Linked DNA regions of Mus musculus: region 2 is linked to region 1. A link is a contact called in public ChIA-PET data. All regions are on one chromosome and are shown on one strand. Each heading gives the region's core, a stretch centred on a gene start, on an enhancer-like site or on the middle of the called end of the contact. The rest is flanking DNA. Distances are from core to core; before and after follow the strand shown.

Evidence for each region. ChIA-PET counts read pairs in DNA pulled down with a chosen protein or histone mark.
Region 2: an RNA polymerase II ChIA-PET map of memory CD8 T cells shows a contact between it and region 1, with 42 read pairs. The contact joins the promoter of Plekhm2 here to the promoter of B330016D10Rik in region 1. A contact is called at or near these places in 1 of 39 promoter capture datasets (liver), 1 of 484 Hi-C or Micro-C datasets (embryonic stem cells), 3 of 115 datasets of contacts at active chromatin or transcription factors (effector CD8 T cells, embryonic stem cells and memory CD8 T cells) and 1 of 9 other capture datasets (adipose tissue).

Annotation. Positions count from the first base shown.
Region 1 is chr4:141,542,495-141,549,856 of GRCm38.p6, forward strand. B330016D10Rik (RIKEN cDNA B330016D10 gene) reads left to right here and starts at 3,668. Exons shown (of 1, transcript NR_030695.1): 1 at 3,668-5,819.
Region 2 is chr4:141,659,828-141,667,189 of GRCm38.p6, forward strand. Plekhm2 (pleckstrin homology domain containing, family M (with RUN domain) member 2) reads right to left here and starts at 4,319. Exons shown (of 20, transcript NM_001033150.2): 1 at 4,034-4,319. The coding sequence starts at 4,093.

The sequences.
Region 1 (7,362 bases), core at 2,418-4,917:
AGCACACAGTGTGAGGAAATTATCTTCATAGATTATCAGAACCCCCAAGTTGAATATTGTCTACCTAGACCTAGAGACTCTAACAAGAACTAATACTTCATAGTCTAATGTTCTAAGAGAGTTAAATAATGTATTCTCTGTTGGTTTTAGTTTTCCAGAAAAACAGAATAACTTAATAATTTCTTAGAGGATTGATTCCTAACTTTCTAGCCTTTTTCATCTGAGAGCAGTTGTTGGGAAGATTTCTCCGGGTACAAGTGCTGCTGCTCTGTCTAATATCCAGAGTTATTAACTAATATTTGTAGAATTATACTGAAAAGACACTGGAGGGATACTTATAAATGTAAATCATGGTTGTTGTTTCAGGTAACAGAATCTGAATTTTCTTGTTTCTTCTGGAATAGCTTCCCGTGACTCAGGATAGCCAAAAGTTTCCATGGAGTCCGGGATGGCCTCTGTTTCTCAAGTGTGGGGATCACAGGAGTGAGCCACTTTAATCAGTGAGGATGTGGATTAAAAAAAAAAAATATTTGGCTAGGTGTAGTGACACATACCCTTAGTCCCAGCACTTGAGAGGCAGTGAGTTCCAGGACAGCCAGGGCTATACAAAGAAACCCAGTGTTGAAAAACCAAAATAAATAAGATAGATAGATAGATAGATAGATAGATAGATAGATAGTCCTCTATATTTTCTAAACTTCTCTTCACTTTTATAATTGGAAAAAATCATAACAAATATACTTTGGGATTCTTTATTTTGCAGTGTGGTGCTGGGAATCAAACGCAGAGTTTCCACACATGCCATTTGAGCTCACCCTCAGTCCAATTAAATGAGATTTTCTTGGAAGGCAGCAGCTGAATCAATTAGGGTTCCTCTGAAATGTTAGTACTTGACTACCATAAATCACTATGTACAATAGATCCCATATGAACAAATGGTAATGTTACTAACAGTCATTTTCATAGATCCTTTTCTTTTTTTATTTTCATTTTTATTTTTTGATCAGGCCTGGACTCCCTACCAATTGCCTCTGCCATTGCTGGAATTAATGGCATTTTACTGCCTCATTTATCCTTTAAAACCCCAAAAGTAGTGTTAATCTTCACATTCAAAACAAAACAAAACAAAAAACAAAAAAGCAGGGAAGCCAAGCAGTGGGGATACCTGTACTAGGGAGGCCAAGGCAGGCGGATCTCTGAGCTTGAGGCCAGCAATGGTCTACATCTTGAGTTCCGGGACACCCAGGGCTATGCAGAGAAAAACCTTGGGAGGGTGGGGGAGCAGGGAACTCTAAGGAAACTCTTTGCCCTAAATGATACACATTATCCAAATACCCCAGATCTAGCAAATTGCCACATTGAAACTATCAGGACCCAAACAGAAGATAAGTAATGCAAGTCCCGGCTTTTGACCAATTCAGAGATTATATAAGTGTACTTGATAGAATACTAGAAATAAAAAAATCAAACACAATGTGGTTAACTGCTTATGAAATGTACTGACGTTTCTCACCGTTTTTGAGTTTTCAGCTCTATGGCTCCTCTTAGAAAACTGACTCTAGTCTCGAAAAACAAATAAAATAAAATAAAATAAAATACAAAAAGGAAAAAGCCGGGCTTGGTGGCGCATGCCTTTAATCCCAGCACTCGGGAGGCAGAGGCAGGTGGATTTCTGAGTTCGAGGCCAGCGTCTACAGAGTGAGTTCCAGGACAGCCAGGGATACACAGAGAAACCCTGTCTCAAAGGGGGGGGGGGGGGGGAAAGAATGAAAGAAAACTGACTCTAGTTTGAAGGCTGCAAAAATGTCTGAAGATAACTTTCTTTGAAGAGTCTAGATGAATTTCAAAATACTTTAAAAAAACACACACCCATCCAGTGAGAGTTATCTCTTACAATTTCACTGACAAAACGCCCTAAATAGGGGCTCGATGAATCTCAGTGGTTAGGGGCACCGACTGCCCTTCCTGAAGATGCAGGTTCAAATCCCAGCTCCCACATGGCAGCTCACAACTGTCTCTAAATTCAACATCTGTCCGTCTCACAAAAACATACATGCAGGCAAAACACCAATGCTCAGAAAGGTAAATAAAAAAAAAAACGCCCTAAATCTGGTGTTTTCCCCACCTCTACACATCTGAATTTTAACACAGAGCCCTTCTTTTTCTTTCTTTCTTTTCTTTGTTGTTGTTGTTCTTCGTCCTAAAAACCTTGCACTGAAAGGACATTTCCCCTTAAGATCAGTTTGGTACTTGCAACACCTGGAGGAGGGACCAGCCTAGCTCAGCCAGCCAGAGCTACATTGTGAGCAGCTAACTTAAAAAACAAAACAAAACAAAAATGGTAAAGGATATTTCTAAAAATCCTAGTTATTCAACAATGTAATCCCCCCAAAATTTTTTTTAATGTTTTAGGACACTTTAAAAAAACCAACTCAGTATTTGCTTTATTTTCCTACTGGTGGAAAAATGATTTGAAAGACCCTATTAAATATAATTTCTGTTCAGAGAAACGTGCGGCAGGGATTCTCCAAATTTACAGACTGTATGACTCAGTGTTCATTTGCAACCCGTGTATTACAGCTTTGCTAGAATTCTACCTCTAGCCTGGCTTTCCACACTAATGGTTCCGGGAGGAACCGGTCACCAGCTCATGGTTCCCACCGGGAAGGCGGATCCGGCTCCGCCCAGAGCCCGGGCGGGTGACCTCACAGAGGTCAAGGGCGCTCACACACCTGCAGGCCGCTCCGCCACCCCCACGCCACCCCACGCCGGGGAGCAGCAGGGCCAAGGGCAGCCTGGGGTCTCCCCGACGTGGGGCTGTCACAACCAGCGTGCTTTCTTCACGGAGACTCCTGGCTCACACTCCGCCCCACACTAATAACCCGAGAGGCAATTTCTCTGGCTGCCCTTCAAACTCTGGGTTCACATAGGTGGGCTCCATGACAAGTGGGGTTTTGGGTTTCTTAGTTTCCCCGCCCCCCACCCCCAGGAACCCACAGCCCTGACAGTCCTTTCCACTACACTTCTTGGGAAGTGCGATCGCGGTCACTGTGGTCACCGCGGCGCAAGCCCACGGCGAAGGGAACCCGAGCGGCCCGGCGAGCTCCGTCTGCACACGCGGCCCGCCAGCAAGGGCACCTTCGCCTCCGCTTTCCAGGCGAGAACAATGCGGCAGCCCAACACCCGGGGCCTGCAGGGTCTCCAGGTCCATCGGGAAACTCTCAAACGTGGATCGGGAGAGGGTGGGCAAGACGACCCCACTGCCTCGGCTTTGTCCGGCCTGCCTCCAAGCCGGAGGGACCCGTTTTCGAGACTGGGGGGGGGGGGAGGGGGGGTTGAGAAAGGAGGACAGGACAAGAAGGTCCTCAGATCCACTTCTCATCACACAGGCAACGCGGAAAAAAAAAAAAATGCACGGCGCCGAACTGCGCACGCGCGCGGCAAGGCCACCCATTTCTCTCCCTCCTCCCAGCCCCTCCAAGGAACGCGAGGTCGCCCGAGTGCGCTTGCGCTCGCCGCGGAGGGAAACGTTGGAGGGGGAGGCAACCTTTCCATTGTGAGAGAGCACCGCCCCCGCGGACCCGCGCGCGCCCGCGCCACTCTCACAGTCTCCCGGGCGCGCGCCTGGGCCGCGGCCCGCCGCCGCCAGGCGCATGCGCGGGGTGGGATGACAGTGAAGGGTGGAGAAGGCCGCGGAGCTCGCCGCCGCTGCTGGCCGAGCTACCCTGAGAAGTTTCTGGAAAGAGGGCTACAAAGGGAACCTGAGGGGATGAATGGAAAGCGAGCCATTTTCTGAGAGAAGACAGCGAAAAGTCCCAACAAAAAGTACACGGCCTTAGCCGAGCCCACGACCGACGACACACTCCCATCCAAGGAGGAAGCGTGGGGACAAGGGAGCGGACTGGGAGACGCGGAATGGCGGGGACATTGAAAAGATGGAGGCGCAGCCGCCGGGGCTTGGGAGTGGCAGGGAGGCGCTAGGTCAGGGGTCCCCGAACCCCGTCCTCCTTAGCTCCGCTCCCGTGTGCGCTCTGACCTGCCCGTCTACACTCGGGGGGCCCCCGGGGTTCACGGGGATGTGACGCGCACACGCGCGCGAGCTCATGGACAGCGTGGGAAGGAACCCCGGCCGCGCGCGGGGACAGCGTCCCCACGCCACGGCCCGCCCGGCTGCCATTTTGTAGCGCGGCCGCCATTTTGCGCGGCCCGGGGGCGGGGGAGGGGCTCGGGGCGCGGCCCCGCGGCTCGCGATGGGCGTGGCCGGCGGCGGGCGCGGCCCCGGCCCCCTTTGTTCTCCGCCTGGGGGTCGCGAGGCCCCTCGGGCTCTGCAGCCGCCGCCGGCGCCGCAGCAGCAGCAGCGTGTGAACCGGGAGAGGCAGCCCCAGGGCGTGCGGGATCCGGGAGCCCATCGGAAGCGGGGTGTGTCCCCCCGTGCGAGGGATGACATCCTGCGTGGGGAAACTTAAATCGCCGCCGTGGGAAGCGGCTTACGGGCGAACCGGGCTCGGCATCCTCCACCTCTGCAAACAAAGTCAAGTTCGGTCCCGAAAGCAACAAAGGTGCCGAAACTCCGCGGAACCTAGCACCAGGAGGCGGGGCTCGTGCAGCCCACGAGGTGGAGGAGCGCTGAGAGCTCGGCTTCCATTGGCTGGCCCTCGGAGCACAAGGCTTTCAGGGCCCATTCTCCCTGACCCAGAAGCCTGAACAATAAATATGCTGTGATGGCTTTCTTCTGTCGATTTAACTTCCACTTATTTTCAAAAAGCTATGAGTTTATTAAAAATAAATAATAAAATACGTGCCTGACATCCATCGCCCTTTCACTTTCCGAAAAAGCAAATGTCTTCTTGAGGAATATTTAAAAATGCGAATCTTAGTTGTGTGTAATGCTGAAAATTCTGGCACTATTTCGCAAACCCAGAAAACTTGAAAAACGCTGCTAAATTTGACTTCCAGCTTTTGTGCAGTTTTCTTCCCCCTAATGGTTGACGTGGTTTTTCTTCACAAAAGCCTGGTATCATAAAGGAACCAGCCCGTCCTGACTCATCTATTTGTGTCTTGGCTACAGTAAACCTCTTTTTTTGTCTTCTCACTATGTGTAATTATGGCGACTGCTTATGTTTTCTGTAATAGTGGGGTAAAGCTTATGATGACAGACTGAAAAGGTCAAAACATGTTGAAGGAACCAATCGGGATTTTGATGACTGCCAGATGAGAGAAATTTAGCAGAAGCGTTTCGATTTCAAATTTCATGAATAGGTGGGCTTGGTAGTTATAAAACTGTATACTGTGTCTTTAAGATTACATAAATAGTCTGAAACCTTTAGTAGTGATTACTTAAAATATGTTGTGTTCACCATGTTTTCTTGTCTTGTAACCAAGTAAAACAATTCAAATCATTATTTGGTTAGTTGGTTTTCGAGACAGGGTTTCTCTATGTCGCAGCCCCAGGACATCAGTGAAATCTTATCCTGGGACGTTAGAATAATATGGCATATATGGTGTATTGACACTCCGAGAATGATTTCCCAGCACTTCATTGCACAGACAAGGAGAGTCTGATTGAATTTTAAATTCTATTTCCTTTAGAATTTTTCACTGTTTTTGAGAAAGACTCAAGAAGCTCAAGCGGGTCTTGAACTCAGCTTTGTAGTTGAGGATAAATTTGAACTAAAGATCCTCCGGTCTCTGTTTTTTATTGTGCCCAATGTTTTGTTGTTTTTGTTCTGTGGGTTTTTAAATTTATGTGTATATGTCCTTTCGGGTCAGAAAGGGTGTGGGTCTTGTGGAGCTGGAGTTATAGGCAGTTTGGAACCGCGGTCTTGAGCAAGGATAGAAAGAGTCCTAACCACGGAGCCATCTCCACATCTGCCATACCCCAGTTTTTAAGACAGTACTTCTGAGCAGAAATGCTGTCCTTTAGCTCATGCCTTTGGATTTTTATTTCCTTTTTTGCATGTGGTGAAATTGTGTGTGCTTTGGAACATTAGAAACACTAATGTTTCTCATTATTCTAGGAAAAGACAACTTTTCATGCCAAATCAGGCAGAGGAGGGAATTTAAAATTCTAACAATAATAACCTTTCCCTGGTCAAATTAAATGAGCTTTTTTTTTTTTGAGATTTTAGGAATATAGGAATATGGGAAGTCCTTCAAATATTGTTGGCTGCGGTTAGTGCTCCTACATGCTGTAGTAGGTTTTTCCCCTTTGAGGCAAAACATTAAGTTAGTTGTAAAATGCCTCTCTGCCCTTCAGAAGTACTGAAGTTAAGGAATAAATATTTAATAGCCAGCAGTCTAATAGAAAAAGTCTTCTAGGGTTGTCCTCCTGTCTGAGTGCAAATCGGCCATCCCTAGAGGGAAAGCGCATAGCTTCAATAGACTACTAGATTTGTTATTCTAAACAGCAGGCACAGCGTGGTCTGCATGGATGTCTGCGCACCACCTTCGTGCCTAGTGCCCACGGAGGACAGAAGATTGGAATCAGATCCCCTGGAACTAGAAGTTAGAAGGTTGTCAGCCTCCTGACAGTAGTAGGTGCTAGCAACCAAGCACCTTTTCCTCTGGAAAAGTGACAGGTGCTCTTAAACCCCAAGCCGTCTCTAAAAGCCAAGCTCTTAATCCATCTGTTATAACTTTTGAGCGTCCATCCACTGTGCACCTGAGCCTGCTGGTGCTTTAAATACACCAGTGCATAAAAATACAAGGATCTCTTAAAGAGTCACCTAGCAGGGCCTGGGAGGAGAACACAAACCAGCAGAAGAAGGAAATGAATGAGCAGAGGTGGCTGGCGGGTATAGCTCAGTGTTAAGCGTGCAGTGCTCACTGTTCACGGTCTGATTCTCTGCATCTTTCTCCCACCAAAAGTAAGTGCTAGCGTGAAGAATACAGGGTGATCAAAGATAATGTGTGCCCTGTAATCCTAAATGGTCTTTAAGCCTTATTGGTAAGTACATGTTTATGCAGGAGCCCAGGGAGCAGTCCTGTGGATGGCCAGTGAAGAGTTCCTAGCCAGAGCCTTCAAGTAGGAACCTTAGCAGCACACAGAAACAGTATGAGAGAAGAAAGCAAGCTAGGAAGAGCGTGTTAGAAACGATGTTTGTTGTTGTTGTTTTGGTTGACATGGAGATATTGGATGCCAAATATGTTGTATGTGTATATGTCTCATATATTCACAAATTAGTGCTTCACTGAATGGGGGAAACACATTCTGAGAGGTGACATTCATTTTGTCTCTAATGAAACAGCATAATTCTCCCTCTCAAACTCAGATGGCACGGCTGTTCCTATGTCATGTCTTTTGGGCCCACCTTTTTCTCTTGGTTTGTGAAACAGGGTCTCTCTACAATATCCCTGGCTGTA
Region 2 (7,362 bases), core at 3,069-5,568, 120 kb after region 1:
GGCCACATCTGGAGCCTGGTCATCTGAGCCTCCGGATCCAGACCCAGAAGGGGGTGGGCTCTGGCTGCTAGGGCCCATGTGCTGGAAACAGGCCCTCTCTGAGGCTTGGTCAGCAGGAGGCAGTGTTGACTCTACTGAACAGGTGAAGCAGCAGCCACATTCGCCCTGCAAGCCTGATGTAACAAAGGTGAGCTGCATGCACGCTGAACTCTCCACAGGCCTAGCCACCCTCATGTCATCTCTGACAGTGCTCCCCAGCCCACCTTGACAGGAACTTCTTTGGGTATACCCAGGTGTCCATATATAAATAACTACCTGTGGGCCAAAGTTTGGTCTATTTTTATAAAGGTTTACTAGAATACAGCCTTACTCACAAATGTGCGGTTGCTTTGCAGTAAAAAGGAAAGAAGTGGGTGATTTTGGTGAAGGCTGTAGTGCTTAAAAATATTCTCCACATGATCCTTTAAGAGAAAGTTTCCAGGAAGGAGGGCAAAGTGCCTCAGGTCTATAATTGTACTTACTTCGAAGGCTAAGGATAGAGAACATGAGTTCGAGAGCAGCCTGGGCAACATGGTTAGATACTATCTCAGACAAGTTAAAAAAAAAAAATGGCTGGACAGAGTGTCGAATGTCTTTGATCCCAGTGCTCTGGAGGTAGAGGCTAGCCTCTCTGTGAGTTTAAGGCTAGCCTGGTCTACAGAGAGAGAGAGTTCCAGGACAGCCAGGGCTACACGGAGAAACCCCCTGCCTTGCAAAACCAAAAAAGAAAACAGAGAGACGGGATACTCAGGATGTAGCTCAGTGTGTGGAGTGTCTGCCCAACACTCCAGGGGCCCTGGGTTCAATCCCCAGCAACATACAGAAGCCAGATGTGGTGTGCATGCCCGTAATTCCAGCACTTGCAAGGTGGAGGTTCAATCCCCAGCAACATACAGAAGCCAGATGTGGTGTGCATGCCCGTAATTCCAGCGCTTGCAAGGTGGAGGGAAAAGATCAAAAATCACCAGGAGGCCATTTTGTCAGCTTGGGCTATCTAAAAGAATAAGGTAAAGTAAAATAATGAAATAAATAAAAAAGGCCCGTGGTTGTGGGTCATGGTAGAGCGCTCATAGAGCATGCACACAGCCCTGGGTGCCAGCCCCACCTCAGGGAAAAAGAGACAGAACCGTGCAGGGGACAGTGGCAGCTGTCACAGGGCCTGAGTGTGTGGCAGGGATGGTGCGGGCAGTGTAGGTCTATTCTCTCACGGAACTGAATTTCCATACTGCATTATGAGCAGAGTCTGACGTCTGACTGGTGACGTCACCGGAGGCTCCGCTGGCTGCTAGGATCCAGAATCCAAAGCTCGGCCTGGGTCTGTGTGCATTGCTGGCCTCTGTGCGAGGCTGTGTGGCTTTTCCAGGGTGCACATTCTAGCCACCTCTAGCAGAACCCTTGATACTCACCCCCAGAAAACCACCTGGGGGCGGGGCACTTCTTTGGAGGATGTTCCTGCTAGCCTGGATGCCGCACCGCGCAGCCTTCTTTCTCTGAGAAGACTATCAGTCTGCCAAGGCTTAGTGAGGGCCTCCCAGTCTCTACCAACACAGAGTCTTCTGGAAGACAACGGCTGCTGTTTAAAAGGTTCCTTGTGTGTTGGTGCAGGGAGACACGCACACAGGCATGCAGCGCTGGTGTACAGGCGGTAGTTAGCCACTCAGCTTAGGAGCTAGGACCCTGACTTAGATTCTCTGGAAAAGAGGCCAGTGCTCTTAGCCACTGACCTGGCTATCTGTCCAGCAGCATTTTTTTTTGTTTTGTTTTGTTTTGAATTTACTTTTTCCATCGTGAGTTCTGGAGATTGAACCCAAGTCATCCAGTTTGCACACCAACTCTGGCTTGCAAGCCAGTTTCCCTGCTTTGGCCATCTTACCAGGTCTGCCATGGCTGCTTCAGCCTCGGTGTCTATGGTGGGAGCTGAACTTTTTTTTTTTTTTAAATCTGTTTATTTATTTTATGAATATGAGTACCATGTTGCTGTCTTCAGACACACCAGAAGAGGGCATCAGATCTCATTACAGATGGTTGTGAGCCACCGTATGGTTGCTGGGAATTGAACTCAGGACCTCTGGAAGAAAAGTCAGTGATCTTAACTGCTGAGCCATCTCTCCAGCCCCGGAGCTGAACTTTCTAGCTGTTGTTTTGTTTTGTGAGGTTTTTGTTTGTTTGTTTCTGGTTGGTTGGTTTGTTTTGGTTTTATTTTATTAAATTTAAAAAAATTTAAAAAGATTTATTTCTTATTATATCTAAGTACACTGTAGCTGTCTTCAGAAGAGGGCGTCAGATCTCATTACAGATGGTTGGGAGCCACCACATGGTTGCTGGGATTTGAACTCAGGACCTTTGTCCTGAATAGTCAGTGCTCTTAACCCGTGAGCCATCTCTCCAGCCCTTGGTTTTATTTTTAGAGACAGGGTTTCTTCATTTAGCCTTCCCTGCCTGTGGTAGCACTCTCCTCTGTAGACCAGGCTGGCCTTGAACTTGCAGAGATCCACCTGCCTCTAGCAGCTGAGCGCTGGGATTAAAGGTGTGAGCCAGCACCCGGCTAGTTGTTCAGAGAGAGAATTAGAACTGCGCAGCTTCCTTCAAACTAAATGGCCACCACTAGCTTCCTCTCTTGGAGTAGGCCTTATTAGAAGCAGAAACCTTTTTATTTTTTATTTTCTGTTTTTTGTTTGTTTGTTTGTTTTGGTTTTCTTGTTTGTTTGTTTTTTCTTCAAGATACAGTCTCACTATGTAGCTCTGGCTGTCCTGGAACTCACTATGTAGACCAGGCTGGCCTCACACTCATAGAAACCCACCTGACTCTGCCTCTCAAATGCTGGGATCAAAGGCATGTGCCTCTATGCACAAAGAACCCTAAAGGAGGCAGGCGGTGTGGTACTCATCTTTAAGGCCAGCACTCTGGAGGGAGAGTTTGAGGTTAGCCTTGTCTGTATAGTGAGACTGTTAGAAAAGAAAAGAAAAGAAAAGAAAAGAAAAGAAAAGAAAAGAAAAGAAAAGAAAAGAAAAGCAAGAAAGAAGAGGGCCAGAGAAATGCTTCAGTGGGTGAAGGCATTGCTGCCAAAACTTACACATTGAGTTTGAGTACTGGAATTAACAGGATAGGAGAGAATCAATTCTCAAAAGTTGACCTCTGACCTCCACTCTCCCATTTACATACGGACACACACACAGCTCCTAAAGTATAGTTACACACACACACACACACACACACACAGAAAAAGCATGAAGGCAGGCTAGTCAATCTTCCCCACTCCTCTATTTTTCGGTTTCACTATGTAGTCCAGGCTAGCTTGGACCTCAGGACTCTGCTTTAGCCTCCTGTGTGCTGGATGACAGAGATGCATCACCACACCCAGCCTTCTGAGGCTGGCCTGTCTCCTCACCCCTGTGCGTGCCCTTGACAGGTAGTCATTCCTACCAGGAATTGGGGCAATGACCAATACTAACAAGCCCCAACCCAAAGTGTCATAGTGTCACCGTCCCACGGCTTACCTTCCAAAACTACAACCCTAGACACCTCAGGTCCTCACTCAGAGCTCTGTAACTCGCTTTTTTCTAAACTGCCATCCTGGAGTTAGGACGACTTGGGGATTCCGTGGGTCCCCAAGCAATGTCGCAGGGCACAGCTGGGGTGACCAGCAGGTGCTGGTTCTCGGCCTTTGCCCCGAGGGAGGGAGGGAAGATGCAGTGGATTCCTCGAGGATGCTCTCCCTGCCCCGTCCTACCCGCAGCCTTCCCGAGGTGTCACGGGCCAGTCGCGGGAAGACAAGGCCGATTCGGGCACCGGGGAGCTCCGAGGACGCTGACCTCAACTTTGTTCTTTAAAAATAGCTCGGAGGCCGCGGCGCTCCCGGGAGTCGCCTGCTTCTCCAGCAGGGCCCAGGGTCGCCAGGACGACAGTGGCCCGGGGTCCCGGTCATGGAGGCGACCCGGGGGGGACTAGCGACGGGGACCGGGGAGGGGGTCGGGGCCGAAGGAGGCCGCTCACCTTCTTCACCGACAGCGAGATGTTCTCCAGGATTCGGTCCTTCACCTCCCGCGGCTCCATGGCGCTGCCGCCGCCGCCCCGCCGCCGCTTCCCACGCCGGGAGCCCGGGGCCGCCGCCAACCGCTGCCGCCGGCCGTGCGGGGGCTCCGTCGTGCCGGCCGCGGGCCCCGGCGCCCGCCGCCCTCGTCTCGCCTCGCCTCGCCTCGCCCGGGCCTCGCTCCGCCGCCGCCGCCTCCCGAGCGCCGAGCCGGGAAGGAGACGCGGGCCCTGCGCGGCCGCAGGAACTGATGTCAGGCGGGGCGGCGCCAGCACCGGCCGGGAGGGACGGCGGCGACCAGGCGGGCCCGCCTCCTCCGAGACCCGGGGCGATGGAGACCTGGGAGCTCAGAGATCCGGAGCCCCGGGGACCTGCAGACCTAGGGGACTCACACAGCCCGGATCGCATAGACCCAGGACCTCACAGAGCCAGAATCGCATAGATCCGGCACCGCAGAGCCTCGGGACCTCAAACACGCTGGGACTCAAAGACTTCGCCTCCCACTTCCCAATCCTGCACAAACTCCTCATGAGACCCTGGGAGCTCACCGATCTCCAGAGCCACCCTGCTCAAAGACCCCGGGAACCTCACAGACCCCGGGCCCCCTCCCAGCTCCTCTGAGATACCGTATTGTCCGTGTTGTCGTTCCCCTAACCCCTTGCAGCAAGGCCCTGCACGGGCCTAAAAACTGCCCCAGCTCCTTAGATATTGCTCCCTCTCTCCTTGCCCACACTTCCCTTCCCTGTAACATTCAAAGGCTCTCCTTCCAGGACCCGGCCAACTCCTTGAAGACCCCACTCAGGACCAGGACAGACGGGGCCCCTCCCTCATTCCAAACCTGACATTCCTCACCCTTGCCCACAAGGGGCCCCAGATATACCCGAATACTCGAGAGACTCTGGAGACAAGGCTTGGCCTGGCAGAGACACCTACCTATTCCTTTCCAACTGCTCCACGCACACCCCAGGGTTCCGAGGTTTGGACCGCCTAGAGCCACTCCAGCACCCAACGTTGCCCTGATGCCAGAGCTCAGCCCTCCATCCTCTCCAACACTCCAATTCACCGTTCTCAAGGTATCTTCTACTTCCAAAACAAGCCCTCTTCCCTATCGGCCCTCACACCCTCTGTCTTGGCTAGTTTTGTGTCAGCTCGACCAGGGACACAAGCTAGGTTCATCTGAGAGGAGAAAAACTCAGTTGAGAAAACGCCTCCATAAGATAAGGCTGTATGACATTTTCTTAATTAGTGATTGATGGGGGGTGGGAGGGAACACAGCCCATTGTGGTGCCATCCCTGGACTGGTGGTCCTGGGTTCTATAAGGAAGCAGGCTGAGCAACGTAGGGGAAGACAAGCCATCAGCTCCTGCCTCCAGGTTCTTGCCTGGTTTGACTTCCTGACTTAGCATCCCTCAGTAGACTGTAATTCGGGACATGTAAGCCAAATAAACCCCTCCTCCACCCCCAAGTAGCTTTGGTCATGGTGTTTCATCATAGCAATAGGAAGGTGACTAAGCCGGGCAGTGGCGGCGCACACTTTAATCCCAGCATTCCGGAGGCAGAGGCAGGCGGATTTCCGAGTTTGAGGCCAGCCTGGTCTACAGAATGAGTTCCAGGACAGCCAGGGCTACACAGAGAAACCCTGTCTCGAAAAAACAAACAAACAAACAAAGGACACACCTCCCTCCACTGTATCCTACTGCAGGCTTCCCTCCATCAGCCCCAAGTCCAGCATAATTCACTGAACACATGCCCTGCCCAAAGGCACCAGCTCTATCTACACTTGGGTTCTGATTCCTACCTGGATCACTTCTCTAAGTTTGGTCCCAAAATAAACATAACCTCACAGAGCAATAAATCCAGTCTTTAATTCTCAGACACCAAAACTCTCCCTTCTGGCTCCCTAGTCTTCAATCGTGAACTCACCCCTAAAGTCCCCCGTGGAAGCACTAATTCTATCTACAGCCTACGGAACAGAGGACCTCACCCCTTTCCTGACCTCCAAGGAGAGCCCGACCATGTGATAGTTTTAAAGTTTGGTTTCTCTAGGACTGGATAATGGATCAAATAAACTCTGGAAAAGGAAAGAAAACCTGGGATTCCTGCATTCCTTCCCACTCGGGGCCTAGCTAGCGGCTGCAGGACTCCATACTACAACCAAGTGTTAGCCAGGCAGTGCACACCTGTCATCTCAGCACTTGGGGAGCGAAGGCAGGAGGACTTACAAGCCATCCTCAGCTACACAGTGAGTTGTAGGCCAGCCTGGGCTACTACTGAGATCCTGTCGCAAACAACAACAAAACCCAAGCGAAAACATTAAGCCATGCCTATAATTTTTGTCTTATTTCCTTTCCTTTCCTTTCCTTTCCTTTCCTTTCCTTTCCTTTCCTTTCCTTTCCTTTCCTTTCCTTTCCTTTTTCCTTTCCTTTCCTTTCCTTTCCTTTCCTTTCCTTTCCTTTTTCCTTTCCTTTCCTTTCCTTTCCTTTCCTTTCCTTTCCTTTCCTTTCCTTTCCTTTTTCCTTTCCTTTCCTTTCCTTTCCTTTCCTTTCCTTTCCTTTTCCTTTCTTCCTTCCTTCCTTCCTTCGTTTCTTTCTTTCTTTCTTTCTTTCTTTCTTTCTTTCTTTCTCTCTTTCTTTCTTTCTTTTTGAAATAGTTCTTTCTCTATATAGTTTTTCTGGTTGGCCTGAAACTCACTGTGTAGACCAGGTTGACCTTAACAGAGACCTGCTTGTCTCTGCTTCCCCACTACTGTGACTAAGGCTGTGTATAATCACGGCCACTAGATCCTGTACTAGGTTGTGTTTTTTTGTTTTTTGTTTTGTTTTTTTGTTTTTTGAGACAGGGTTTCTCTGTGTAGCCGTGGCTGTCCTGGAACTCACTTTGTAGACCAGGTTGGCCTTGAACTCAGAAATCCACCTGCCTTTGCCTCCCGAGTGCTGGGATTAAAGGCGTTGTGCCACCAAGCCCAGCCCTGTACTAATTTTTAAATCAAGGTCTCACTCTAGCCCTTCCTGGCCTTGAAGTTGAGGCGATCCTCCTGCCTCAGACTCCAAGTACTTAGACACACACCACCAGGATCAACTTAAACCAAATGTTCTCCATAGACTCAAGCATATGACCCCAGGCATCGCTTGTGTCTTCTGAACCCGGGACCCATTTTAGGTTTTGTATACTGGGTTAGTAGCCACCCTAAGGGCTGGAGCAGACCTTTAGGGAGCAAGGCAACCAAAGCCAGGGCGTTTTAAGATTGATATTGAATTCAGGAAAAACAAGAGTCACCATGGAACTGTGGTAG